Linked DNA regions of Mus musculus: all the other regions are linked to region 7. Evidence: chromatin contacts called from public HiCAR-type, HiChIP or PLAC-seq and promoter capture Hi-C data. All regions are on one chromosome and are shown on one strand. Each heading gives the region's core, a stretch centred on a gene start, on an enhancer-like site or on the middle of the called end of the contact. The rest is flanking DNA. Distances are from core to core; before and after follow the strand shown.

The links. Promoter capture Hi-C pulls out the DNA fragments that hold promoters and counts their contacts. HiCAR-type assays count read pairs that join an accessible place to other places. HiChIP or PLAC-seq counts read pairs in DNA pulled down with a chosen protein or histone mark. Capture Hi-C pulls out chosen DNA fragments and counts their contacts.
Region 1: a contact with region 7 is called in a HiCAR-type map of astrocytes, with 8 times the contacts expected there. The contact joins the promoter of Cox6b1 here to the promoter of Dyrk1b in region 7. A contact is called at or near these places in 4 of 39 promoter capture datasets (cranial neural crest, erythroid cells, hippocampal neurons and 1 more), 2 of 115 datasets of contacts at active chromatin or transcription factors (astrocytes and embryonic forebrain) and 1 of 9 other capture datasets (adipose tissue).
Region 2: a HiCAR-type map of kidney shows a contact between it and region 7, with 8 times the contacts expected there. The contact joins the promoter of Arhgap33 here to the promoter of Dyrk1b in region 7. A contact is called at or near these places in 5 of 39 promoter capture datasets (cranial neural crest, hippocampal neurons, liver and 2 more), 2 of 115 datasets of contacts at active chromatin or transcription factors (embryonic forebrain and kidney) and 1 of 9 other capture datasets (liver).
Region 3: a promoter capture Hi-C map of liver shows a contact between it and region 7, with 2.5 times the contacts expected there. The contact joins the promoter of 4732471J01Rik here to the promoter of Dyrk1b in region 7. A contact is called at or near these places in 4 of 39 promoter capture datasets (cranial neural crest, hippocampal neurons, liver and 1 more) and 2 of 9 other capture datasets (adipose tissue and liver).
Region 4: an H3K27ac HiChIP or PLAC-seq map of embryonic stem cells shows a contact between it and region 7, with 4 times the contacts expected there. The contact joins the promoter of Aplp1 here to the promoter of Dyrk1b in region 7. A contact is called at or near these places in 1 of 39 promoter capture datasets (hippocampal neurons) and 1 of 115 datasets of contacts at active chromatin or transcription factors (embryonic stem cells).
Region 5: a contact with region 7 is called in a promoter capture Hi-C map of liver, with 4 times the contacts expected there. The contact joins the promoter of Gsk3a here to the promoter of Dyrk1b in region 7. A contact is called at or near these places in 2 of 39 promoter capture datasets (liver and pre-B cells), 1 of 115 datasets of contacts at active chromatin or transcription factors (astrocytes) and 2 of 9 other capture datasets (adipose tissue and liver).
Region 6: a contact with region 7 is called in a promoter capture Hi-C map of second pharyngeal arch cranial neural crest. The contact joins the promoter of Tmem147 here to the promoter of Dyrk1b in region 7. A contact is called at or near these places in 2 of 39 promoter capture datasets (cranial neural crest and second pharyngeal arch cranial neural crest) and 1 of 9 other capture datasets (liver).

The regions. Positions count from the first base shown.
Region 1 is chr7:30,624,852-30,628,286 of GRCm38.p6, forward strand. It overlaps Cox6b1 (cytochrome c oxidase, subunit 6B1), which reads right to left and starts at 1,263. Exons shown (of 4, transcript NM_025628.3): 1 at 1,200-1,263.
Region 2 is chr7:30,533,650-30,536,946 of GRCm38.p6, forward strand. It overlaps Arhgap33 (Rho GTPase activating protein 33), which reads right to left and starts at 1,411. Exons shown (of 22, transcript NM_178252.3): 1 at 1,277-1,411; 2 at 454-563. The coding sequence starts at 531.
Region 3 is chr7:25,392,634-25,396,136 of GRCm38.p6, forward strand. It overlaps 4732471J01Rik (RIKEN cDNA 4732471J01 gene), which reads left to right and starts at 2,080. Exons shown (of 7, transcript NR_015569.3): 1 at 2,080-3,320. It also overlaps a transcript of Lipe not described here.
Region 4 is chr7:30,443,374-30,446,873 of GRCm38.p6, forward strand. It overlaps Aplp1 (amyloid beta (A4) precursor-like protein 1), which reads right to left and starts at 2,209. Exons shown (of 17, transcript NM_007467.3): 1 at 1,949-2,209; 2 at 945-1,088. The coding sequence starts at 2,095.
Region 5 is chr7:25,236,228-25,239,726 of GRCm38.p6, forward strand. It overlaps Gsk3a (glycogen synthase kinase 3 alpha), which reads right to left and starts at 1,624. Exons shown (of 11, transcript NM_001031667.1): 1 at 1,151-1,624. The coding sequence starts at 1,433.
Region 6 is chr7:30,727,222-30,730,801 of GRCm38.p6, forward strand. Tmem147 (transmembrane protein 147) reads right to left here and starts at 2,313. Exons shown (of 7, transcript NM_027215.2): 1 at 2,123-2,313; 2 at 1,981-2,050; 3 at 1,436-1,495; 4 at 1,211-1,347; 5 at 984-1,068; 6 at 766-887; 7 at 480-682. The coding sequence starts at 2,199. The coding sequence ends at 559. It overlaps Gapdhs (glyceraldehyde-3-phosphate dehydrogenase, spermatogenic), which reads right to left. Exons shown (of 11, transcript NM_008085.2): 10 at 3,114-3,211; 11 at 2,558-2,738. The coding sequence ends at 2,666.
Region 7 is chr7:28,178,322-28,182,082 of GRCm38.p6, forward strand. Dyrk1b (dual-specificity tyrosine-(Y)-phosphorylation regulated kinase 1b) reads left to right here and starts at 1,995. Exons shown (of 11, transcript NM_001271370.1): 1 at 1,995-2,105; 2 at 3,188-3,351. The coding sequence starts at 2,027. Fbl (fibrillarin) reads left to right here. Exons shown (of 9, transcript NM_007991.3): 8 at 577-722; 9 at 810-948. The coding sequence ends at 834.

The DNA.
Region 1 (3,435 bases), core at 13-2,512, 2.4 Mb after region 7:
TCACTGTGTGCACAGCACATACTATGTGTACTCTATACATACCTACCCCATGGCCACTCTAAAAGATATTGCTACCTCTGTTGTCTACACAAGGGACAGGGTGTCTAAATGACTTTCCAAGGTCACACAGCACCCAGTGATAATGCTTCATCCATCACCAGCAAAAACACTGCAAGGATTTTCTGGTGTCACCGGCTAGTTTTCTGGCGTCACACACTCATCTGAGGTCCAATGAACTCAAACTTTGCTCAGAATATGCCTAAATGCATTGTGGGATTGCCTAAGATGTGTCCCCCCCCACCCCGCTCCAAAAAAAAAAAAAAAAAAAAGCTCAAAGGACTTAACAAGTAAAGTACAACTGGAGGTAACCATGACTGAAGATTTGTGACTCTTGTAACTGGCATGTGTCAGGTATCTGTGATTTTGCCTGCTGACAATGGCCCAGGCTACCAAATCTATTGACGTTGCTGCCTCCATTCCTAATGGAAGTAAATACTGGAATTCGATTAGAACCCCACGCAAACCGCCCCCCCCCCAATCATTCAAATACTTTAGCTCCTTGAGTTTTATCGACTTCTCTCAGCTTTGATATGTCTGAAGAGATGACATAGTCAATATCAACAGACCTGAGAGAAACTGTCTCTAGAGCATCTGGGGGACCTTGACACCACAGAGGTGCCAGTGTCAACTGAAGTAGTCCAAACAAGTGGGGTATTTGGGCAGGTTCATTGAAGGAGGCAAGGTGGGCACGGGGGATTTAAAAGACTCAGTGTCGGAAGTAATTTTGGACAATATCTCGAGTTTTGAGAGTTGATCAAAGATGACGCTGAGGGGAAAGACACGAGTCAAGGCGACAGGCTTCGGCCTTGGAACGCGGGTGGCCACGCCTGTGAACTCGCAACTAAAAGCTCCACAGTCCAATTTACTGGGTCTAAATCCGAATTGCCTTATAGCCACGGGTAAGGCGCTTCACACTCCAGCCCCAACGCTATCAAAGGGGACTTGTAGGGCTGAAGGATGGAGTAATAGGGACTGCTTAGAAAGCGACCTAGCCATCATGAAGAAAGGCGGCTATAATGGTTAGCTCCAGGACACCGGACCCGTGGCCGCCGGAAGTTTCTGCTTGGCGTCAGGGAAGCCCCGGGGCGCTTCTCTGCAACGGACAAGGTTCCCCCAGGATCCCGACCCTTCACACTCACCTAAAGATTGTCCCGGAGTAGCGTTACTTCAATGTGACCCTTAGCAAAGACGCCAATGTCAGACGGGAAGCGGAATTCCGACTGGCCGGAAGCTGCGAGAGGAGGAGCCGAGCTGAGTCCTCCGGGCTGCTAGATTGGCCTCGGGAGGCGTGCCCAGAAACCGCTTTGGCCACGCCCACTTCCGAAGAAGCCCGACCTCCTATTGAGCTAAATTTCTGCTTATTATTGTTGCTGGGCCAATCGAGATTTTACTTTGCTCTTAAAAGGCACCTGACGTTCAATTATGGGTTATTATCACCTGCCTGTCCTTCCCAGAGGGAAAAGCATAAGACTGTCTTCAGAGTGGGAATGGAAAAGTGTCACAGATAATCTGTGTTTTGAAATAGGACTTCGCTGTATATCTCAGACTGGCCTCGAAATTTTGATCACAGATTACTAGGTGTTAGGATAACAAGCGTTTACCCCTGTGCCTTGATTCGAAAGTTATTTATATTTATTTATTTGGGTTTTCGGGATAGACAATCTTAGTTTGTGTTTTATTGCAGTGAAGAGACATCATGTCTACGGCAACTCTTTGTTTGTTTGTTTGTTTGTTTGTTTGTTTGTTTTTCGAGACAGGGTTTCTCTGTATAGCCCTGGCTGTCCTGGAACTCACTTTGTAGACCAGGCTGTCCTGGAACTCACTTTGTAGACTCAGAAATCCGCCTGCCTCTGCCTAACTAGTGCTGGAATTAAAGGCATGGGCCACCACGCCCGGTTTATGGCAACTCTTATAAAGGAAAACAATTAAGGGCTGGCTTACAGTTTCAAGTTTCGTCCATTATCATCATAATTGGAAGCAATGTGGTGAATTGCTCTGATCCTTGAGGGTTGCTGTTTCTGCTGCTTTTCTGCATAAACTGGAATCCAGAAGAAGTAGGCTCCAAAGGAAGTACTGGCAAAGCAAGTACCTGTCCCTTCTTCCATTGTCCTTATATAGGCCTCCAGCAGAAGATATGGCCCAGAATAAAAGTGTGCTTCAAGACCTGTAGGAGTCATTCCTCCTAGAGGTCTGGATCAAAAGCCTGTGTCTTCCAGCCTTAAGGTCCAGATTACAGGCATGTTGTCTTCCTGCCTCAAGTCCGGATTACAGGTGTTCCCTATGTTTCTGGATTATAGTTCATTCTATATATAGTCAAGTTGATAATTGAGAGTAGCCATCCACATAGGGGTTCTCTGTGTAGCCCTGGAAACTCATCTATCTATCTATGGGTGTCCTAGAACTCACTCTGTAGGCCAGGCTGGCCTCGAATTTTTATCTGCCTGCCTCTGCCTCCCCGAGTGCTGGGATTAAAGTGCTGACATGGGTTTAAGTTAATAGAAAGTTTTTATTAGGTCTCCAGTGATTACACTAGGTGTTTGGGATCTTGGTGTAGCACCAAGCCCTTTTTAGAGTGAATTTTTACACACAAAACCTGTATTCTGGATTGACATAATTCAGTTCATAAGATAGCTAGCTGGACAGTGGTGGTGCACGCCTTTAATGCCAGCATTTGGGAAGTAGAGGCAGGAGAATCTCTGAGTTTGAGGGCAGCCTGGTTTACAGAATGAGTTCCAGGACAGCTAGGGCTACACAGAGAAACCCTGTTTTAAAAAAGGGGTGGGGGGCTGGCGAGATAGCTCAGTGGGTAAGAGCACTGACTGCTCTTCCTAAGGTCCTGAGTTCAAATCCCAACAACCACATGGTGGCTCACAACCACCCTTAATGAGATCTGACGCCCTCTTCTGGTATATCTGAAGTCAGCTACAGTGTACTTATGTATAATAATAAATAAATCTTTGGGCCGGAGCAAGCAGGGACTGAGTGAGCAGAATTGACAGAGTGAGCAAAAAAAAAAAAAAAAAAAATTCAGTTTCCAGCAACCACATGAAGGCTCATAACCATCTGAACAGATACAGTGTATTCATATACATAAAATAAATAAATAAATCTTTTTTTTTTAAGGCACTGCTGAAAAAAACACAAAGACCTTGCCTTCTTAGGTCCTAAGAGCGTTGTTAGAAGGTGAAAAATGAAGTGGTCTCTCCTACAGTCTCATCCATCACTGTAGCAGACACCACTGCCTGCTCGTTACTATTCTCAATCCCCAGAGATCACTGTTCACACATCCAGGCAGCCGAGAGACCTGTACTGATTGGAGGAAACTTTAGGAATTCAACCTTGGGTCTGATGGAAAGAGATCCATGGGGAAAGTGG
Region 2 (3,297 bases), core at 161-2,660, 2.4 Mb after region 7:
ACACCGTCACTAGGTTCTCTCCTCCTCATTCCTCATGTGTGTTCCTTCAGAAAGCCCTCTCTGTCCATCTAAGGCTGTTTCAGACAATTGTCTCCATCCCATCCTGTGGGCTTTCTCCATCCCATACTACACAACTATACCTGAGCTTATCCATCTCACTCTGAGATGCTTCCTGCAAGGAACTCATCTCTCCCTTTGGAAATAGGGCCCCAGGCTGACACCCTCACCCCCACCCCCGCCAATGCCCAACAGAGATCAGCACAGAGTTAGTACTGTATGTATGATTCTTCTCTGGGTCCCTGACACGCAGTGCCAATCCAGTTGCACGGCATAGACTGGGCAACTCTGATGAATAAAATAACCAGCTGCCAGATGGGGATTCGGGGATTTGCTAGACTGGGCTTTTTCCCTCCTCCGTGTCCCTGCAACCCCAAGTTCATCCCTGGGTCTCACCCTCAGAGTCTGTCCCCTGCCAGCCCATGAAGCTCCCCAAGGCAGGATGGGATCTGACTGTTTCTGTGCCTGGAGCATGGGGCCTGCACAGAGGAGGTCTCAGTGAATGTCTGTGGAGTGAGGGAATGAATGGATGAATGAGCGGGAGCAGTATGGAGGAGGGGAGATGAAGACAAGGAGATGGAGAAGCCCCAAGGCTCAAGTGGAACGGAGGCGGGAGGCGCGATGTTGGCCTCGAGTAAGGATCGGGAAGCGGCGGGAGAGACTTCGATAAAGGTTCAGATCGATGTCGGTGGAGGGATTGAGAGCGCGTGGCGTGGGATGAAAATGAAGAAGAAAAGGGTCAGGCAGGGGATGGAGTGAGATGGGGGTGGGGCTCAGGAATGAGAAAGGGGCTGTTGGGAGCAGGAGGTGGTGGTCGGGAGGGTGACTGGGGATGAGGATGCTGAGGAGGGCGCTGGAGTGGGGGCTGGTTTCCAGGGAGCCTCGGCAGACGCCTGCAGGGGGGAAGCCCTCATGGGGCGCGCGGGTCCTTCCCTGAACCAGCCCCCTTTTCTCAAGTCCGGATCCTCCGCCACTGTCACCCCTTTTTCAGGGCCCAGAAGGGGGAGGGAGGAAATGTGCGCTGAGGGGGCGGGGTCGAGGCCCGGGCCGCGACCCAGGACCGCACCGAGGTGGAGACCGTAGGGGACCGCGAGGAAGGGTGAGGGGCGGCGCGCAGGCCGCGGGCTCGGGCGGGGCCGGGGGCGGGGCGCGCAGGGCGGGGCCGCGCGGACAGACTGGCACGCGGACACACAGACTGATGGCCCCGAGGGCCCCTCACCACCATGGTCGCGGTAGCCTCCTCAGACCCCGGCGGCTTTCGAGCCCTCGTTCGCAGTCCTCGCCACCGCCGCCTCCGCCGCCATGGTGACACAAAGGGGAGGGCGTGAGGCGCGCGCGGGCGGTCGCAGGCTCCTCCCCTAACGGCTGCCGGGGGGGTCTCTGGCGCGCGCCCCATGAGGGGCGGGCCAGCGGGCACGCGGAGGCCCTTCTCATTGGCTCCAGTTTTGGCCTGAGGGCTACGCCCCGCCCACAAGGCGGCTGCTTATTGGCTTTGAGTGCTGCTCTACTTCCCGCCCCCATCCCCGCCCCGTCTCTCCAGTCCCACCCCCCGAAGTTTGACAGCGCCACGCCCATGGATGGTTGGCATTGGCTGTCAGGGCCCTCCTGAGATAAAACCCTGTATTCTTTATGCTCCGCTGCCGCCACTTCTCTCCTTAAGCAGCCTGCCCTTTCCTCCCGCGGTCGCTCCTCGGACGTGCTTCATTGGGTTCGCCTACGACTATCCCCCACAAGCAGCCTTTTCGAAATGCGGGTCCTCCAGTCCCCACGCTGTCAGTCCTGATCCTGACCCCGCCCACAAGCTTTTTGATCTCGCACACCCCGCTGTGTCCCCACCCTAGGCTCTGTGCGACTTGGCCTCCCCCTATTCACTGGACATCTTTCCTTGTTTCCCTATATTCGCTTATTTGAGGCTAGCCTTTGACATCTTTTTCTAGGAAAAGCTTCTGTATGGAATGCTATGACATTCATGCCTCTCAGAAAGCCAGGTGCAGTCTTTTTTCTTTTTTTAAACGATAGAGAAGTGCCTAGAAAGCATTGCAGCCACACCCTTTCCGGAAGGATGCTTTCACTGATCTGGACCTGAGCAGGCCTCTCGTTTCGGTAGCACGCTCCCGGTCCAGGCTTTTAAAGACTTTGATTATTTAATTCGGGGATATACCAATAATCAAAAAAAAAAAAAATACAGCCTTACCCATATGGAAGCTCAAAGGCTAGTATGAACTAGGTGATTTCGGTTTGTAATCTCAGCACTGGAAAAGTGGGTGCAGGAGAATCATGAATTTGAGGCCAGCTTGAGCTGCATAGTGAAAATCTGTCTCAAACAAACCAAATTAGGGACTGGAGAGATGGCTCAGCAGTTAGCACTGACTACTCTTCCAGAGTCCTCAGATTTCTACTCCCTGTTCCAAGCACCCACATGACTGTTCACCAGCTACAGCTCCAAGATGTCCAGAAGATGCTCTCTGTGGGCACTAGGCACACATGGAACCCCCAACATATACACAGGCAAAATACCTGTATGCATTAAATAAAAAAATTTAAAACCTCCAAATCAAAGGCTGATGGGGGAAGATAATGAACAAAATAAATATAAATATGTATCATCCGAGAGAAAAGCTAGTTGGGATGGCGAAATATGGAAAGTGCTGGGTGGGGGGAGGGAATAAGTGTAATGAGTGATGATGCTACTAAGTTTTGGGGGTGGTTTGTTACCCAGCCACAGTTAAGATGGCCTCGGTCAAGTAGGTAATCTCAGCTTAAGTGTGACTTCCTCGGGCAGCCTTCTAGTGCCCCCTCTTAACTTGATCAGGATGTTATTGTGAATATCTTCTATTGTTCCTTGTGTCTAAACAGCTACCTCCTTATTGATTCAATCAAGTGTGTGGTTTGTTCAAAAGGATGAAAACCCACATTTATCTTGTTTCTGACATAGAGAATTGCATGTCAGAAATCTATCCCATTTCCCTTCATAAATCCCATACATATATCAAAACAACATTGATCTCAGATTAAAGAATCCCAGAAACCCTGTCTTAAAAAACCAAACCAAACACACACACACACACACACAAAAACCCTCAACCTAACCCTCATCATATATAGTTGCCATCATTTTATTTATGAAAAGTTCTAAGATAGGGAAAGTTGACACCCACACATCCACCAGCTAGCTCTTATCATTAAAACATTTTACTATATTCATTTTGTCTTACATCTACTTATTGCTTTACTCACCCA
Region 3 (3,503 bases), core at 830-3,329, 2.8 Mb before region 7:
GGATGTATATATGATGCTCTACCTCTCAAATAGCAGCAACAACAATAAAAACAACAAGAATCGATGTACATGTTTGGGTGTGTCACGGTCTCCACGTGTGTTCGTGTGTGCTGAGGATAGGACTCACTGTTGGTTCAGGCAGAGAGCTCAGGGGTTGTCCTGTCCATTTCCCTCACCTATCCCCATCTACTGGACATCCAGAAGCAAGCCACCCACCTCCACTACCTGGTCCTCACTCCGTGAGCCTCCTCTGACTTAAGCCTGTTTCCTGCAGAGCATCCAGAGGATCTTTTGAAAGCATAAGGCTGACCTTGCCCTTCCAGCCCACCAATGCTTCCCTGCCTTCCTCCCAGATAAAGCTTCAGACTTGGGCATGGCCTTTTAAGCTGACCTAGAGCCCACCTTGCCTGCCCCAGCTTCCTGACCCCAGCCTCCGCCCCCAGACCTCTCTCTGCATTGTCAGGCGCTGCTCTTCCAGCGGTGTTCCTGCTGCTCTGCTCTCCCCACCTCCCTTGCTCGGTAGCTGATGCCTGCCCGTCCATGAGTCTGATGTCACCTTGTTGGAAAAGCTACCCACGCTCATTTTCTCAGAATTTTCTTTCTTGAAAGCAGGACACATTTTCTCATGTAGCCCAAGCTGGCTTCAGACTGACTATATAGTCAGAGACTACAAGACTTTAAGCTTCTTTCTGATCCTCTTGCCTCGGCCTCCCTACTTCTGAATTATAAGCAAGTGCTATGATGCCTACTGTGTGTGGTCCTGGAGACAGACCCTTGGGCTTTGTCCATGCTAGTCAGGTACTCCAGTAATAAGCTACATCCCCAGCTCCAGGATTTTTCCTTTTATCATACTGGCTTGTTTACAATGTTTTGTAAATGGGTGAATGAGAGAGGTTGAGACAGAGTTCCACTCTGTAGCCCTGACTGACCTGCAACTCACTATGTAGCCCGGGCTTGCCTTGAACTGACTCAGCTTCCCAAGGACTGGGATCAGAGGTGTGCGGCACATGCCTGGCAACAACAGTCTTATTACCATCTGTGTCCTCAGCTCTACTGAGACTGCCCTGCTAGTTACAGAAAGCCGAAGCCTGGCACCTCTAGGTATTGAATGTCTGTCTCGGGATGAAATCTTTGTGACTAGAGCCTTTTAGATTCAGAATTAAGGTTGAGGCATACAACAGCTGTCAGCTCCACACTCCCTGCTCTGAGAAGGCTGAAGGTATCCATCTCCCTGCCCTCACTGGACAGGTACAGGAAACCCAACCAGCTCAGTGCCTCTGTGTCTCTGTCGTCATTTGGGAAATGGGCTGATCATAATGACAGCTGTCTCATCCAGTTACTTGTGGCAAGATCACAAGGATAAATGACGGCTCCAGCCAGTCAGGATACCCTTGGGGCAGAGGTGGGATCTGATTCACAGGTCTGAGGCCTGGCACTAGGAAGGGCCTCAGGAAATGACAGTCACTTCTCAGAGCTGCGAGCCTTTGTGAGTGTGCTTACCTGAACCCCGTGCAAGGGAGGAGCCTTACTCAAGCAGATTCTTTCTGACTCCTCATGACACTAAGGGCAGCTTGGCTATTAACAGCTCCACGTCACACTTCACACATTCCTTTGCTTATCAATCTAATAAATACTTGAATGTCCATGTGTCTGGCATTCCCTGTAAACAAGGCAGACACAACCCTACTCTTAGGGAGACCAGTGTCTAGTAGAGTCAGACACTCTACTCAGCACACTCAGCCAGACAGTAGACTTACATACACCTCTCCAAAACACACACATTTGAATCTGACAACAGCCCTACAGATGCCTGTTGGGAGCTCAGAAAAAAAATTGAGAAAAGGTCCCTGTTCATTACTTCACATTCATAGCAATTTGGTACAATGGGTCTTTGCGATTGAGGTTCCATATCGCTTCAAAGCATAGTGTTCTGCTATGTGTCTTTGTTGGGGGATAGGAGGCTTCAGGGTCCTGCTTGAGCTCCAACACTTGTCTACCAAAGGAGGATGAGGAATGATGAATTTGGGGGTTTTGGGTCTGGTAAGCCATGCCAGGTTTTTTCTGGTTTTGCCTGCACAGGAACCTGTCCCTGGAGTCTGATAAAGATCCATGGACTGCCGGTGGAGCTGCATAGCGGAGGGCTTGCTTAGTGTTCACCAGGCCCTAGGTTTGGCTGTAAGCAGCGCCACAAGACAGACAAAACTCATAACCAAACCAGGACTTAATGCCTGCTCTGATTGAGCCATGCAAAATCTTTGGTTGTTCTGCCACTGTTTCTCCAGCCTTTTGGATCCAGGGAAGCTAAATGGTAACTCCCTCCTTTCTCTAAGGACAACGTAAAAGTTCTCATGTTTTGCAAGTCGCCCCAGGGTTGCTGGGTTGATGAAGGTCGATTGTCAAAGAGCAGATGGATGGATTCACTGAGAGAGTAAGAAGGGGCTGCAAGGAGCTCTTCCAATTACCGGATGCCCCTTCTGCCTACCTTTTGCATTCTATTTATTTAGAAAAAGCGGTTAAAAACCCTTCTACGTTATTCTTTTAAGAGGGCAGAAGACATGAAAACCGCTTGAACCGAAACAGAAAACACTAAAGGCACAGCTCTTGGCCACACAGAAAAAGGAACCTGAGAGAGAACCTTATTCCGACAGACGAGCATTTCGGACACTTCCCCAAAGACCGCACTGGGACAGACGTAGTCCTTACGTCTCGGTGGGGCATTCTACTCTCACATCACCCCCCCCCCCACGCGCAGGACGGCAGTGGATCAGTCCACGGGTCTCTTCCCCCTCGTGGAAGTGGGTCAGTTCCCCCAGTCCCCAGTCCCCCGCAGGATGTGCGGGATTTCTTTTAAGCTGTTACCGACTCACCTTTGATCTTGCCTTTTCGCCACCGCCTGCGACTGCGGTTCTTCGATCCTTCTTTGCCCTGCTTGGAGGCCTGGGCCCCCACGGGCGCCGATTCCACGGCCGGCTCCATCAATTCTTTCCAGTCCTGGCGCGGGGCCCAATTCCAGCGATCAAGTTCCTCTCTTAGAGTCAATCCTAGTTACACACCACTGCCAGGCCCCCAAACCATCCAATCCTGGGCAGGCTCCTCGCGGAGCTCCGCCTTTAATGGGTGGGGCTGAAGGTCTTGGCCCGCCCATCTGCTCAGATTAAAGGAACCGCGCAGTGCACCGTAACGACAAACAAAAAACCAAAAACCAAAAACCAAAAAAAAACCCGCAGTCCTGGAAGCAGCGAGAAGTGCCCTCACAGCAGGAATAGTGAGGAGTCGCGTTAGAGTCACCCCAACAAAGAATTCTCAGTCATCTTGTGCAGGTGCTGACCCTCGCCATCTCATTCACCTTTCCTTGAACCTGGCCCGCCCACTTGCCCCGGGAGCCGGAAGAACGGGCGGGCGGGCAGGGGGCGGGCAACCCAAGGCGTGGGCGGGGACCGACTTGGGGGCGTAGCCGCGCTTGGTAGCCGTTTGGAGAAGCCCCGCCTTTTCCTCCGCCCCCT
Region 4 (3,500 bases), core at 959-3,458, 2.3 Mb after region 7:
TACATGTCCAGCCCTCTTTTTACTTTTTATTTTGAGACCAGGTCTCCTTACATTTCCTAAACTGGTCTTGAACTCATTCTGTAGCTTACGAGGGCCTTTAATTTGTGATCCTTCTACCTCAGCCTTTCCAATAACTGGGATTATGGGCCCATGTCACTAATCTCAGCTTGAGCAGTTCCTTTTTACGTGTCTTGGTTCCTAAGGACATCCCTGGGCCTTCGTCTCTTGTCTATAGAACTAACAGGTTAATTTGTAAGCCTCAGATGCTAAGCTTCGGGTCCACTGGTCATACCCTAGTGGTCTCCCTTAAGTTCACCATTCTCACGAGGCCTTGATAAAGGTCCTCAGGCTTTGACATGCCAAACTCAACTTCTCTGAGCCCACGTTTGAAGGCAACCCTGCTCGGCAATCAGGTTTCTTGCTCTTTCACTTCCTGCCTTTCTCTGTTTAGCTACTAAGTAACTCTTCTTTGTATTAGCCCCGCCTTTTCATTGCACGTCTCTTAGGCAGGCAGCCACTCTCATTGGGCTCCATCACTTACTGAATCTTGTTGGTTTAAAAGGTCTCTTGATCTAAGCCTTGCCTCTCTTTCGGCCACGCCCACTTACACTCCCACTTTTTCTAAACGGATCCATAGATTCCTAAACCATGCCACTCTTCAGGCGACCTTGATTAGTCCATGGGGGGTGTGGGGGGGTGTTGTTGGGTTTTTTTTTTTTCAGTCTCCACCGCCGCCCCGCGGCCCCTAATTTCTCAAAATAGGTTTGCGCTGGCCCTTTAGGAGGGGCCTCTTCACTGACCACAGACCCCCAAGCTTTCCCTGGCTTTACAGATTCTCTCATCTCCCTAGACTCTGCCAAGTCCAGCTTCCTCAAGGGCGACCCCGCCCCAGCTTGGATCCACTTTCTCATTGACCACGCCTCTCCCCGTGGGGTCCCGCCCACCTGTCTGCAGTACTCCAGCACGCGCTGCGGGTCCAGAAGACAGCGTCGTGATCGCTGTGGGTCTGGTTCCCAGCGGCCGGTGCGCAGGTCCCGGTGAAGGGTTAGACGCCCACATAGTCCAGCCACTTGAGCCGACCCCGGAGCCTGGGAATGAAGGCAGATGGGGCAGTGAGGAGCCAGGGCAACGATGTCATCTGTGTTGTCTGGTTCTTTGCTCCCTAAAACCCAGATAGGGCTCCTGCCCCTATCTCTAGCACCAGCTCCTTCTAAGCACCTTCTGAGTGGAGAGACCGTTCCCCGGGAAACAAATCCCGTGGGGCTGGAGCGCCCCAGCTCTCCCGTTGCTATGGTGACCTGGGTCCCCACCCCCCCGCCCCGTTTCTCGCGGCCTTGTTGCTGAGAAGACAGGCTCCGCCCCCGCCCCAGCGGCTTGGGTCTGAAGCCTGAAGGGGTTAAACTTGAATCGTGTTGGGGGAGGCGGGGGGCGAACCCAGGCGTTCTGGCCCCTCCTCCCTCCATCCCCAGTTCAGGTTCCCACTGAGGGGGTGCAAAGACGACAGGGCCCAGCTTCCCAGCAGGCCTGCACATCAGACCTTTAAGGACTAGAGGAGCTATATCCGGATTGAGTAGTGGGTGGAGGCCCGGACTACTGGATGTTTGAGGGCAGGGGGTTCATGTGGGTCCAGATAATACAAGGGACCTGGGTTCTTAGAGCCAAGCGCCTACTGCCTGGTGCGTCCTACGCTTAGGTGGGCAGGTCTTGGGGCTTTGTCGTCTAGGGGTGCTCTGGATTTCTTGGACCAGAGGCTCTTGGAAAGAGCCAGGTCCGACGATGCGGGTGGGAGGGGGCAGGGACGTCAGACGATGGAGGAACCTAGGAAAATCTACAGTTCGGATCGCGTGGGGCAGGCCACCTGGCCAAAAGGACTGCGGTGGCCGTCCCGCGTCCAGGTCGAGGCCCGGTCCCGCCCCTTCCCCATCCCCAGGACCCGGCCGGGCCTCACCTCGGCCGCGCTGGGGCTCCCAACAGCCAGGTTCCCGACGGCGAGCTGCGCGCGCAGAAGCAGCAATGACAGTGGCAGCAACAGCGGCAGCGGCGGCGGTCGCCAGCGGCGACCCTGACCGCGAGCGGCGGGGCTGGTGGGCCCCATGTCCGGGCCTCGGGCCCTCACGTCCCCTGCGCTCCCGCCCGGCCCTACCCGGCCCCAGCGGTGACAGGAGCTCCCAGCGCCACCGCCGCCTCCTCCTCCCGCCGCCCCCGGGCTGCGCCGGCGCCGCCAGCCCCGCCCCGCGCCGGCCCCGCCTTCCCAGCCAGGACAATAGCGTGGCGGCTCTGCGCACTGAGAGGCTCCGGAACCCCGGGAGGGAGCCTGCTCCAAGTCCCAGCCCCTCAAGATTCCAGGTGTCACTGTCCGCGTGAAGACCGAGTCACTAGGTTCAGTCCTGGGCGTAGCCGTTTTCTGGACTTTCATCCTTGGCCTTCTCTTCTGGCAAACGCAGACACCCAGCATCAGCTTTGTCCTCCTCCAAGGATGCCAGAATCCATGGGGGTGGGGGTCTTCCATAAATCCCTCTCTTGAGGTCCCAGGAATATAGACCTCCGAATTTTCCCAGTCAAGAATTTAGGGAGTGTACTAGGAAAGCCTGTAATCCCGGCACCTGAGAGGAGGGGGCGGGAGGATAGGAGTTTGAAGCTAGCCTACCTACATGCAACCCAGTCTCAAAAGACAAAACACAGCTACAGCTAGGTAAATCTGCTCCCTTCCAGGCCTCTTCTGTCTCAGGACCGGAGGCCAAGTCTCCCACCCTTGCTTCCTCAAACCTAGGAAGCCTTCCTGCCCTGATTGCCAGGTGTCTGGATCTTCAAATACTCCCTCCAAAAATCCATGACTAAACCCTTTCTTTACAGATGACTCGGGTCAGGTGCTGGATACCATAGCCTTCCAAGACCAGCACCTGAGGACCACTGTGTGGAGTCCCCCATTCTCACCCTTTCTAAGGGCCACCTCAAGTCTTCTGCCTAAAGGGTTCACTGTTTTATCTTAAGTGAGTGTACAATATTCTAATCCCCCCCCCCGAAGCAGCCCAGATGTGTGTGTGTGTGTGTGTGTGTGTGTGTGTGTGCATCTGTATGGTGTGGACCTGCCCACATTTGTCTGTCTTTCTGCTTTGTGTGTGTGTGCATCTCTGTGGATGTGGGTGGGGTGAGGTAGTGGTGTATTATTAAAAGAGTTTAAAGTGGAATGGTGATGTGCACCTGTAATCCCAGAGGGCCTGAGGCAGCAAGATCAAGAGTTCCAGGCTAACTGCTGAGAGAAGGCTCAGTGATGAAAAGCACTGGCCGCTCTCTCAGAAGACCCGGGTTCAATTCCCAACACCCACACTGTCTATAACTCCAGTCTTAGGGGACCCATCCCTCTGTTCTGGTCTCAGGGACCAGGAATGTATATAGTATACAGTAACACATGCAGGCAAAACACCCACACAAGTAAAATAAAAATAACAGATCTTAAAATACAGAGAGAGAGAGAGAGAGAGAGAGAGAGAGAGAGAGAA
Region 5 (3,499 bases), core at 374-2,873, 2.9 Mb before region 7:
ACTTCTAAATCCTTCCTGGCAGAGGTCCTAAGTAACAGAAACAAGCTGGTCTGAAGAGCCATTGCCCTGGCCCTCACTTGGGGATAAGGACTGGAGGGTTGGGGGTCTGTTACTCTTACCAACTACTCTACATTGTTATGGGCACTGGTCTGGCCTCTGTGTGCTCCAGAGTAGTACCTAGCCTGAGAATGGAGCTGCTCAACTCCACAACTGCTGAAGGCATATCCCAGCCTGATGCCTTTGAAGGAAAGCTTTGGTTTCCAATTCCCTGTCTCTGAGTAGCAGCAAGCCTAGTTGCCACTCTTAGGGACCCACTCCCTTTAGGAAACTTACCAACAAAGGCAATTTGCAAGGGGGACAGTGAGGGATATTTTGAAAAATACTACCACATGGCTATTTATTTTTTCAGAGCCAGTACCAGCCACTTCAAAACCATATTTTATAAGAGGTGTGACCTGTGCCCCCCCACTCCATTTTTGCTAAAGAACCCTGCTCCCTCACCTTGTTTTAAAAGAAAACTGACAATGAGCTTTCTTAGAAGCCTGTGTTTATTCCCAAGCTATTCTTATCTATAAACAATAGTGATTATTTACTGCCATCATCGAGGACTGACTACAAGTCTAAACGTTTTCAGTGGGTTAGGTGATAATGTCAGGCCGTATGGTTTAAACCTGGCCCTTTTCTGTGGAAACATTAATAATTCTGAATCGGTGTTTCTAAAGGATATCCTATCCAAATCACCAATTTTGATGGGAAGGAAACGAATAGCCCCCTTTTCATACAGGATAGTGACAGAAATCATATTCTTGTCTCTTAGGGGACAACAATCCTAGATCAAATTGGCAAGTAACTATGACCTCTGATCCTAGTCTCCTGTGGATGGCAACGTCGTCAAGTACTCGAGACCTTGATAACTGGAAGAATAGGACCTGTGACCTCTGTTTCTTGGGTGTTGGTAATTCTGAATCTAAACTCCAAGTGATGGTAAACCCTCAAACTCCTTTATCTCGGAGACAGAAAGCTCCGATCCTGGCTTAAAGCAGCACGGTGACCTCGAGCTTCTCTCTGGGTACATGAAAGAATCTGGTTGCCGTTTGATGCGCTTGGGAAACCCAGATCACCACCCCACAGGGCGCCCCTAAGTACTCACGGCCCAGCTTCACTCCCGGCGGCGGGAAGCTAGTGCCCGCGCCGGGGCCACCGCTGCCTCCTCCGCCGCTGCCGCTGGGGCCACCCCCGGAGCTCGAGGCTCCCACGCCCCCACCCATAGCCCCGACTGACGCTTTCCCGCCGCCAGTGCCTCCTGGGCCAGAGGCCGAGCCCCCGGGGCCGCCGCCACCACCTCCGCCTCCGCCTCCTGGCTCCGCGAACGAGCTGGTCCGCGCCCGGCCCGAGCCCCCAGGGCCGCCTCCCGAAGGCCCGCCGCCGCTCATGGCGCCGAGCGCAGGCCCAGGCCGCGGGGCTCGGGCTGCCTGGGCTGCCCCCGCCGCTGCCTCTGCCGCCGCCTCCCCTGGGCTCCGGCCTCTTCCAGGCCGCGCCGTTCGGGCTCCGGCTCCGGCCCAGCGCCCGCCGCGGGGCACGCCGGGAGATGAAGTCCCTCTGCCGTCGGCTTCGTTGTCACCACCCTCGACCCGCACAGCACTCTGGGAAATGGAGTTCTCAAACCCTCAGAGTAGCTGACTGCTGGGGGCGGGGTGTGACGGCTCGCGCTGCACACCGGGAAATAGAGTCCTGGCTAATGTCACCCGACTCTGCCAAAAGCTAACTTGGAAGCACTTTGAAAAACACAGTCAGAGCCACACACTCACTACACAGAGGAAAAAGCAAGTCCCTTAGAGTATCTCAGAAACGAAATCTTAGCCACTCCAATACTGAGCAGCATCCAAGAATGATGCACGCCGGGAAATGGAGTCCAGCCACCCACCCAATCTGTGGGCCATCGGTGACTTCCTGCACCGCGTGCATTCTGGGAAATCGAGTCCGCACCCGTGAATACTTAGTACTCTGGCTGTGAAGCACACTGGGAAATGGAGTCATCACCACGCCCTCACCGCATTGCAGGTGTAGAATGGTTGATAAAGCACTATAGGAAATGAAGTCTCAGATGCTCCTCAAACCTTAAGTAGATACTGTAACTGGAAGGAACTGATAGGAAGTAGAATAGGCATCGCGCTCTCTCAGGCCAGCTAGCAGCGTCGCAGTTCCTTCCGGGAAATGTAGTCGACACCAAGAGTTATGCGCGTCGCTTCAATGAGCCTGGTGTCTTCTGGGAAATGAAGTTCAATATTGCCTCACCATTGACGAGGCTGATGAGAGCTACCAGCAACCAGAAGCATGCTGGGAATAATCCACAGTAGACTCTGACTCTTCGTGAAGCTAGGCTCTGGGGCTTCGTGGGAGCTGTAGTCCAAAGGGAGTACTGTGGCTGAGAGTGTAGGTGAAAGGTTAAGGACAATTGTTCCCAAGGGAGACTATAATGTGTTACAATGTCTTCTCTGATCCCTAGGTCTAAGACCTAAACCGATAAGTGAGTGCTAGAAAAAGTAGTCCCAAGCAACCACATATAGAGAAGAGAATAACGTCTCCTTACATTCTCAACGGATTTAGTACAGTAAACAGTCCCGACTATGCCTCAGAACATTTGTTTTCCGATAGTCTACCTTTTTCCCTAGCAATATGGTTAGGACCAAGAAGATGAGCTGCAGGATTTAAAAAAAGAGAGAATTTCTGTCCTGAACCCCCAATTTTTTGCGTCTATCCTCTTCCTAGATTACAGGATTCTAGATAATCTGAATGAAGGGAGCCGACTACACGAAGGAGTTTCAGCTTTCTTGAGTATGTCGAGTCTCCTGTTAATCAATTAATACCCGGGAAAAGTCGCACCAAAGTAGGAAACTGGGGGCTGGGGGGGGGGCGCAGAGACAGAGGTCAAAATGCTGTCAGCTCTCGTGCCTCAGAAACGGAGTCTGTGCTCTACTTTACTCGCAGCCTGTGTTCGTCCTAATTGTTGGGGCTTTTCTGAAGCCTACAGTACTGTCTGCTCAGTCATTTCCCTATTGCAATTCTCAGTGGACACGGAATGGAGACAGAAGGTACTGCTAGCGCTTCTAAAGACTACGTTATCCAGAAGGCAACGCACGGGTACTTCCGCCCTCTTCGCAAAGCCTGCAGACGCTTCACGCTCGACTGTAGAGGGAGTTTCTGGAGTAACACAGTCGCATGGTGGCTGCCGCCCTCTGACGGCTGCTCCCAGTTGAAAAGTGAAGTCAAGCCCCTAGGTATAGGATCAAAGAATCTCACTAGGCTATGTAGCAGGATAGAACACATTATTTAACCGCCAGAACTCGTGGAACCTGCCCAGGGGACCGTTCTTGGCATTGAGATCTGTGCGGCACTGGAGAGCAAATTCAAAGATCTGTAAGATGTTTCCAAGTGTCTAAGCAGGTTCTAAAGATGTTTGGAGGAGTTGATGGGGGTCCATGAAGAGATTAAAGACTTT
Region 6 (3,580 bases), core at 1,063-3,562, 2.5 Mb after region 7:
TTTGACTAGGGAAATCGTTCAGAGGAGCAGCTCCAAATTATGAAGGGCAAATGGCACAGCCTACTGTCACCTTCACTAGGAAACTCCACAGAGAGTTGCAAGTGGAAGACGGTGACCTAAGTAGTAGACAAGTTTTATATGAAGCCCCCTAGCTGTTACATGGTGGATGGACTAGAGTGGAGAAATGGGGGGTTGCAAAGTTGGAGGTAACCAGTTTTGGGAAGACTCACCATGGAAGAGGGCTCAAACCAAGCTGTAAGTTGAGGAAGAATGCCCCTCTACCCCAAAGCCCCCTCCTGAACTCTAGTGTGTTCATTCCTTAGCTTGTTCAATGATTACCAAGCCCCCAGGTTCTCATGGGGAAACCAGGAAGACTGGCCAACATTCCAGCTTATTTATCTGGTTCTGAAGCCAGACAGACTCTGTGAGACCTAAGTCCGAGGATTCGGTTTCTGAGAGAGAGAGATGGACATAACAAAAACCTTTCCAAACACTGTTTACTTCACTGAAATCTGGAGAGAGGAAATGAAAAGGTTCGCCAACACCTGAGATGTCAAGCTAGGAGTGTACATTGACAACAGCAACATACAGGGCCAAGGTGCTGAGGGCCAGCAGTCCTGTTACTACTGCCCGGGCGAGCAGTGCTGTCCAACTACCCAAGGAGAAGAGGTGGACGAAGGTCCTGTGGGGAAACATCACAATGAGGAAAAGGAGAGAGAAAACACACCCCCATTTGAACCCAGCCTCATACCCCACCCAGCTCACTCCATGACAAAGGCCTTGTAGACACTAAGGAACATCAGGAGGAGAACAGCAGGCCGGAAGGTGTGGTACAGGTCATAGCGTGTTATCATCCAGACCTGAGCTGATGCAACGATGTAGTGGACCTGCAGGGAGGCAGGAAGGGACTGGGAAGTTGGAGCCAAGTTTTTGGGAGAAGTATGGCTAACAACATAAAGGTAGGCTAGGGCTAGACTGCATACCAGACTGATGTTGGAGTCAATGCTCATCTGGATATATTTCCAGTCAAATTCAATGCCTCGGGCTCCCACCCAGAGGGGGATGCATCTGAGGAAGGCAAAAGGAGGCAGTCTCTAGTACCCAGACTCCCCCACCCCCAGCACCCAGCCTCTGATCACCTCCCCTCAGCACCCCTGTGGGACCCAGCTGTCCATTCCCGGAAGTCTGGGCTCCAGTTTGCTCCACACACCGGGACATAATGAGTTCAGCAGTGGCCCAGCCCAGGGCAGCAACCATAATCTTGTACTCCCCCTTGCCTGCATTCCGAGACATGACAAGGTTTAGGCCTATCAGGTCTGCCACATCCACACTGGCCTTCATGAATTCCTGTGGGTCAGGTAGAGGCTCGAGTAAACACGGGGACCAGGTGAACCGACTCCTGCACTCTTCCTTGCCCTTCCCTTGTTCAACTTACCCCAATGAAGTCATAGATGCCACCTTCCCAGGTGGGGAAGAAAGTGGCCAAGAACAACATCTGAGATCAGAAAGTAGAAAGGTCACTGGAAGGTGAGGGAGATTAAAAACCGAAACAAACAAACAAAAAACTATGTGGATACTGTGGAAAGTAAGTGTGCAAGTAGAGGATATGACGCTGGGTTCTAGGGGTCATTCTAGGTGTAAGTGGCAAGATCACGTGATCTTGGGAGATAGAGGGCAAGTGGCCTGGTTTCTAAAAGTCTAGAAGTTCACGGGGGAATCTGATGTCTAAAAATGCCTAGGCAGCACCCTGCGACACCCTGTGGGTGAAATATCGCACTAAGAGGTTTTCTCATTTTACAACAGTTGTAAGAAAAAGTTGCATCAGGGCCTTTCTGGCCTTGCATCCCTTCTAAGGTATTCGGGCATAGTCCCTAAGCGTTGTCTCGAGGGTGGTCCTATGGAAGGTGACAGCTGCAGAGTCAGGCCCCTGAGATCTGGAATGCCTGGAGGCCAGACACGTGGAGTCCGGGAGTCCCTCACCTTGCATAGCTGCACAAAGAGGTAGGTGACCCCGGCCTGGACGCATTTCCAGAAGGCGTTGTATTCAGACCTGAAGAAGCCGGCGGTGAGGGGTCGGCCCGGGTCCCGCACCCTCTCCACCCCGCGCCCGCCCTGCACTCACAGGCCGCTGCATTTGTACGTGATGAAATAGGGAAAGTAGGCGAGGGCGAAGCAGTTCCCGAAGTGGAACAGGGTCATGACGCCAGCCGCCCGGTCCCGCAAATGCGGGACTCGCCAGGCGCAGCGTCTCCTCTAGTCGGCCTCGCCGGCACCGGGGCCTGGCGCCCACCTGCTTTGCCGTGGCCCGCGCGCGGCCTTATGGGAACTGTAGTCCGGCCTGGTACGTCGCGTGCAGTGACGTCAGAGCGCCCAGCTCCGGCTGTGTTGCAGGGACTTCCAGAGCCTTGCTTACACCGTTGAAGACCTTGTGTTCAGACAGCGCTTTCCCTCTCCCACTCGGCTCGGAGCCAAGCGCCACCTCTTCTCGCTCATCCGAGAACTTTGAACCCCGCCCTGAACGCAAGGTGATCGGCGCAGAGACAAGAGGGCAAAGCTGTGCGCATTCTCGTTTTTATTTCATTGTTGACCCGGTGGCGGCGCCTTTGAGTGGAAGCCGAAGTCAGGAACGCGAGGTGCGCAGGGGAGCAAGGAGGGGCCTTTTGTGTTACTTCTCTCGGCTAAACATGTAGCGGAGGAGGTCGACCACTCGGTTACTGTAGCCATATTCGTTGTCGTACCTGAGGAGGCGAGGAAGGAGGCGTCAGTGTGTGTGTGTGTGTGTGTATACGTGTACGCACTCGCGCGCTCGCCCTCTTGTCAGCCTCCCCCACTATCCTCTGGCATCTATCCCCTTTACCAGGCGTGTGTGTGTGTGTGTGTGTGTGTGTGTGTGTGTGTGTGTGTGTGTGTGTGTGTGTACGTGTACGCACTCGCGCGCTCGCCCTCTTGTCAGCCTCCCCCACTATCCTCTGGCATCTTTCCCCTTTACCAGGCGTGTGTGTGTGTGTGTGTGTGTGTGTGTGTGTGTGTGTGTGTGTGTGTACGTGTACGCACTCGCGCGCTCGCCCTCTTGTCAGCCTCCCCCACTATCCTCTGGCATCTTTCCCCTTTACCAGGCAACAAGCTTCACGAAGTTGTCATTGAGGGCAATTCCAGCCTTAGCATCAAAGATGGAAGAATGGGGATTGCCGTTAAAGTCCGTGGAGACCACCTGCGTGACAATTTCAAAGATAAATGTAGTCGAGCAAAGATCTCCAGGAACCCAGACTCTCAAACCACATTGTCAGTCACTCATCTGGTATACTGGACAGAGACCTTTTGTGTTGGTGACAGAATGTGATCAAGGCAGGTGGAACCTTTGTCTCAGGGACACAGCAGGGGAGCTCAGTGGATAAAAGTGCTTGTCACATAAGCGTGAGCTTTCTGTGTTTGGATCCGCAGAATCCATATAGAGGCTGGGCGGTTGATGGACACTTATAGGCCCAGCAGTCCAGCTCCAGACTGAGGCTCCTTGGAACAAGATGACTAGCTAGATTAGTTAGTTGTCAAGCTACCTTACATCTTGCCTCGGTAACAAGTG
Region 7 (3,761 bases), core at 745-3,244:
GGGTCTTGCCATGTAAGGTTGAGTAACCCTAGAGTGTGGTGTGGGTGCTTTGTCTCTGTGGCTGAGCAGGTTATGGCGCCTTAGCCTATCTGACTTGTTTATTAGTCCTCCTTATGGCTGAAATAAAGACTGATAGCTGCTAAGCATTTGGAGCAGATTGTGGGGTACAATATTAACTGCAGCAGGTACATTTTTCAAAACATTTTAATTTTAAATAGGGAAAACTCTCGCGCATCCTCACCATGTTCAAAACTGGCCAACCTATTGCTACACTTGTTTTTGGGTTTTTTTTTTGTTTTGTTTTGTTTTTGTTTTTTCAAGACAGAGTTTTCTCTGTATAGCCCTGGCTGTCCTGGAACTCAACTCTGTAGACCAGGCTGCTATTGCTACATTTGTTCTGTTTTTGCCAGCTGGGCTTCCAGGATATGGAAGAAAATTCCTGACCTTAAACACTGCCTTAGATAAATGAAATAACCTGTTTCCAATGTGAGCCAAATTAAAACTTCTTTAATGAAGTTAGAAAATTGGGAAAGCCTGGGTCTCCAAATCTGTAACTTAGTCCTGACTCCTTTCTAGGCCAACTGCATTGACTCCACTGCGTCAGCAGAGGCTGTGTTTGCATCTGAAGTGAAGAAGATGCAGCAGGAGAACATGAAGCCGCAGGAGCAGCTGACGCTAGAGCCTTATGAGCGAGACCACGCCGTGGTTGTCGGTGTGTACAGGTGAGTGTCACAACAGACCTCTCCCTTACCTGTGGCCCTGAGAAGCCAAAAGTGGTTACAACTCGACCCCCTCTGATTTCCTCACAGGCCACCTCCCAAGGTGAAGAACTGAAACTCAGAGCTGTCTGGATTGAAGAGATGTGTGTTGTTACTGTTGCACGTGTGGCTTGTGATTTTTTGGGGGCGGGGGAGTTGTTTTGTTTTTCTATTAAAAGACTCATCTGTCTCCCCTGTCTGGTGCCTATTGCTAAGTGGCCTCGAGACGCATGCGCCCTTGATCAACTTTGTGTGCTTCGGGGGGTGGTGCCTGGAAAGTTTCATCCGGTCACATGGTGCATGCTCCATTGGTGGCTGCTCCGCACGTGCGCGGCTCAGCACCCTTAAGGCGCAGGCGCACTGTGCTCCGCTAGGTCACGTGAATGATGTGGGGGCGGAGCCGGGGCAGGGGGGCCGGTTTGTTGTGGTCGCCATTTTGCTGGTTGCATTACTGGGTAATCGGGGCCCTGGCTCGCCGCGTCCACCGGACACCCTCAGCCAGTGGGCAGGTCTGAGCTCGGGCTCCCCGAGCAGTTTGAATCCCCTTACCCACGCCCTCAGGTAAGGGTGCTGCGACGGGCGGGGCGGCACGCTTGGGTGGGGGGCAGGCCGGGAACCGCCCTGCCCGTCCCCGCGAGATTTAGCAAGGGAAAGGAGGGGGCTTTGGGCCGTTGCAGCGGAGTCCGGCTCTTCATAGCTGGATTCCTGGAAGAGGCTGAGCCCGAGGGAGCCGTCCTGAGAGGGAGTCGGGGAGGGGGCAGCCAGGCCCCACTCCCGCCCTTTGTTTGGGCTCGGCTGCGCTGGCCGCTTCGCTGTCGCCTAGCAACAGCTGCCCTGAGTGCTAATTGGTTAAGCTCTTGGCAGCAACAACCAATGGCGCGGTTGTTGCCATGGGAGGTGCGGCCTGCCGGGCTCTCTTGGGCCCCGCCCGCCGGGACTCCACTGGCCGGGGCGGGCCTGCCGGGTGGGGGGCGGGACGCCAGGGTCCCTGGGGGCGGGTGGCCACGCGGGGCGGGGCTGGGCCGTAGGGCGAGGGTTAACCCGCCCCTCCCCCGTCCACCTGCTGTCCCCTTCCCCCGCGTGCCCTGGTCTGACCCTCGTCCCCTCCTTTCCCCGCCCCTCCCCCTCGGTGGCAGTGGCGGCGGCTGCTGTTGTCACCCACCGGGCCGCCTGTCCCGCTTGCCCTCACCGCCGCGGGGCTGGCTAGGCTAGCCGGGCCGGGGACAGGCGGCCACCTCCTCATCGCCGCCGCCACCACCACCGCCGCCATGCTGGCCGCTCGCCCACCGCACTGGGGTCCCCATCGCGCTCCAGCCCCCCGTGGGCCCAGCGCCATCCCTGACCCGGGTAGGGGTGGGAGCTGTAAGAGCTGGTCCTAGTGTGGGAGGGCTCGGGAAGAGGTTGTTTATCTGTGAAGCCCCAATAAAGGGGACCTGGAGTGGCAAGACATAGCATAGAAGGGGATCTGACAAGGGGGAGGCTCCTAAGAAGGGGATTTTGTTCCGAAGGACACTTTTAGTGAGTGAAGTCTTGTGCGATATTTAGGGATTTGGCTGTCAGGCCCTTCTAGGAATAGGCTCAATTGTGGAATGACCCAGCGTAGAAATAGAGGAGCTAGCAAGGACCTCAGGGTAAAGAAGAAAAAGACCGTGACTCTTAGATGTTGAAAAATGACACCTCTCCCTTGTTTTCCTGAGGAGTAGGGGTCTTGGAGTAATGGGGGAATCCTAGTGGGATAAATATAGACTGCTTAAAAGAAGGATCTCTGGTTCCAGAGACCTCATATAGGGAGCAGGGAGCGGTCTTGGAGTATGGAGTCGGTCCCAGGGGAAAGTGCCGAGGTGGTTGAAACATCTATAGCTTGCATGTAAAGGAGTTCTCAGATAACCTTGGGTTTGCTGGGAGGTCCATAAGGACTGCTATGTTCTTTAGAATAGAAAGAAACTAGTGGGTAGACTGGGCTTGAAATTGGGCCCTTGGTGTTGAGGGAAGACGGTGTGAGGGCGGGGCCTTATCTGAGGGACTCAGGCTGGCCACCAGTAAAATTTTGAAGGACTGAGTTCTACTGCCCAGACTCTACACGGTTTCTGCCTTCTTTTGCTCTCCTAATTCCTGGCCTCTTTCTATCCCTCCTGCCCTGGCCTTGTACCCACCCTCTCCCACCCCTGTCTGGCTCTGATGGCTCCCTTTTACATCTCTGGATGTGATGCTTCATTCATTTTTTTTGGCTCCTCATTTGTTGAGAGACACGCTGTGCTAACCCACTTGCTACCCTTTCTGTTTGTACATGGCTACCTGGTGCTGGTGCTCTGCCCTGTCCCCTGTCTCCCCCTGGTCCTGCCCCTAACTCATACCCACCTCTTCTGACTGACCCTGACCTACATGCCTTCTTGTTCCATGTTGTCTTCCCACTTCCTACCTGCTCTCAGGTCTCAGCGGCGGTGGCAGCCGAGGTGCAGGATGCGAGAAGGCGCCCCCCGGCCGGGCTCCCGCTCCAGGCCTCACGCCCCTGCGGCCCTCTGAGCCCACCATGGCCGTCCCACCAGGCCATGGTCCTTTCTCTGGCTTTCCGGGGCCCCAGGAACACACACAGGTAGGCATTCAGCTGGCTTCTCACCTGCCTGAGGATTGAAGGGTCTCCAGACAAGAGCATGATTGTTGGAGGATCTCTGGGGACTTTGGAGGCCTCACAGTCCACCCTCATTCCTGCTGAGGACGGAATCCTTGAGCTTCTCCGTGGCCTGCCCTCTCACAGCATGGTTTTGAAGTGTAATGTGTGTCTTGGGTCAGAACTGTCACTGGCACAGAGCAGACAGGAACACAGGTCTGAAGGTTCACAACAAGAACGAGGTCTGGAGTAAGGGGCATGAGAGAGATGTCGAGGGGGGTGGAAATGAGAATAAGCTGAGACCAGGGAGACTAACCCAGTCCAGGAGCTTTGTAACTGGGCAGAAACACTCACTTGAGAGTGAGGACATGGATACAGGGAATTCATTGGCATGG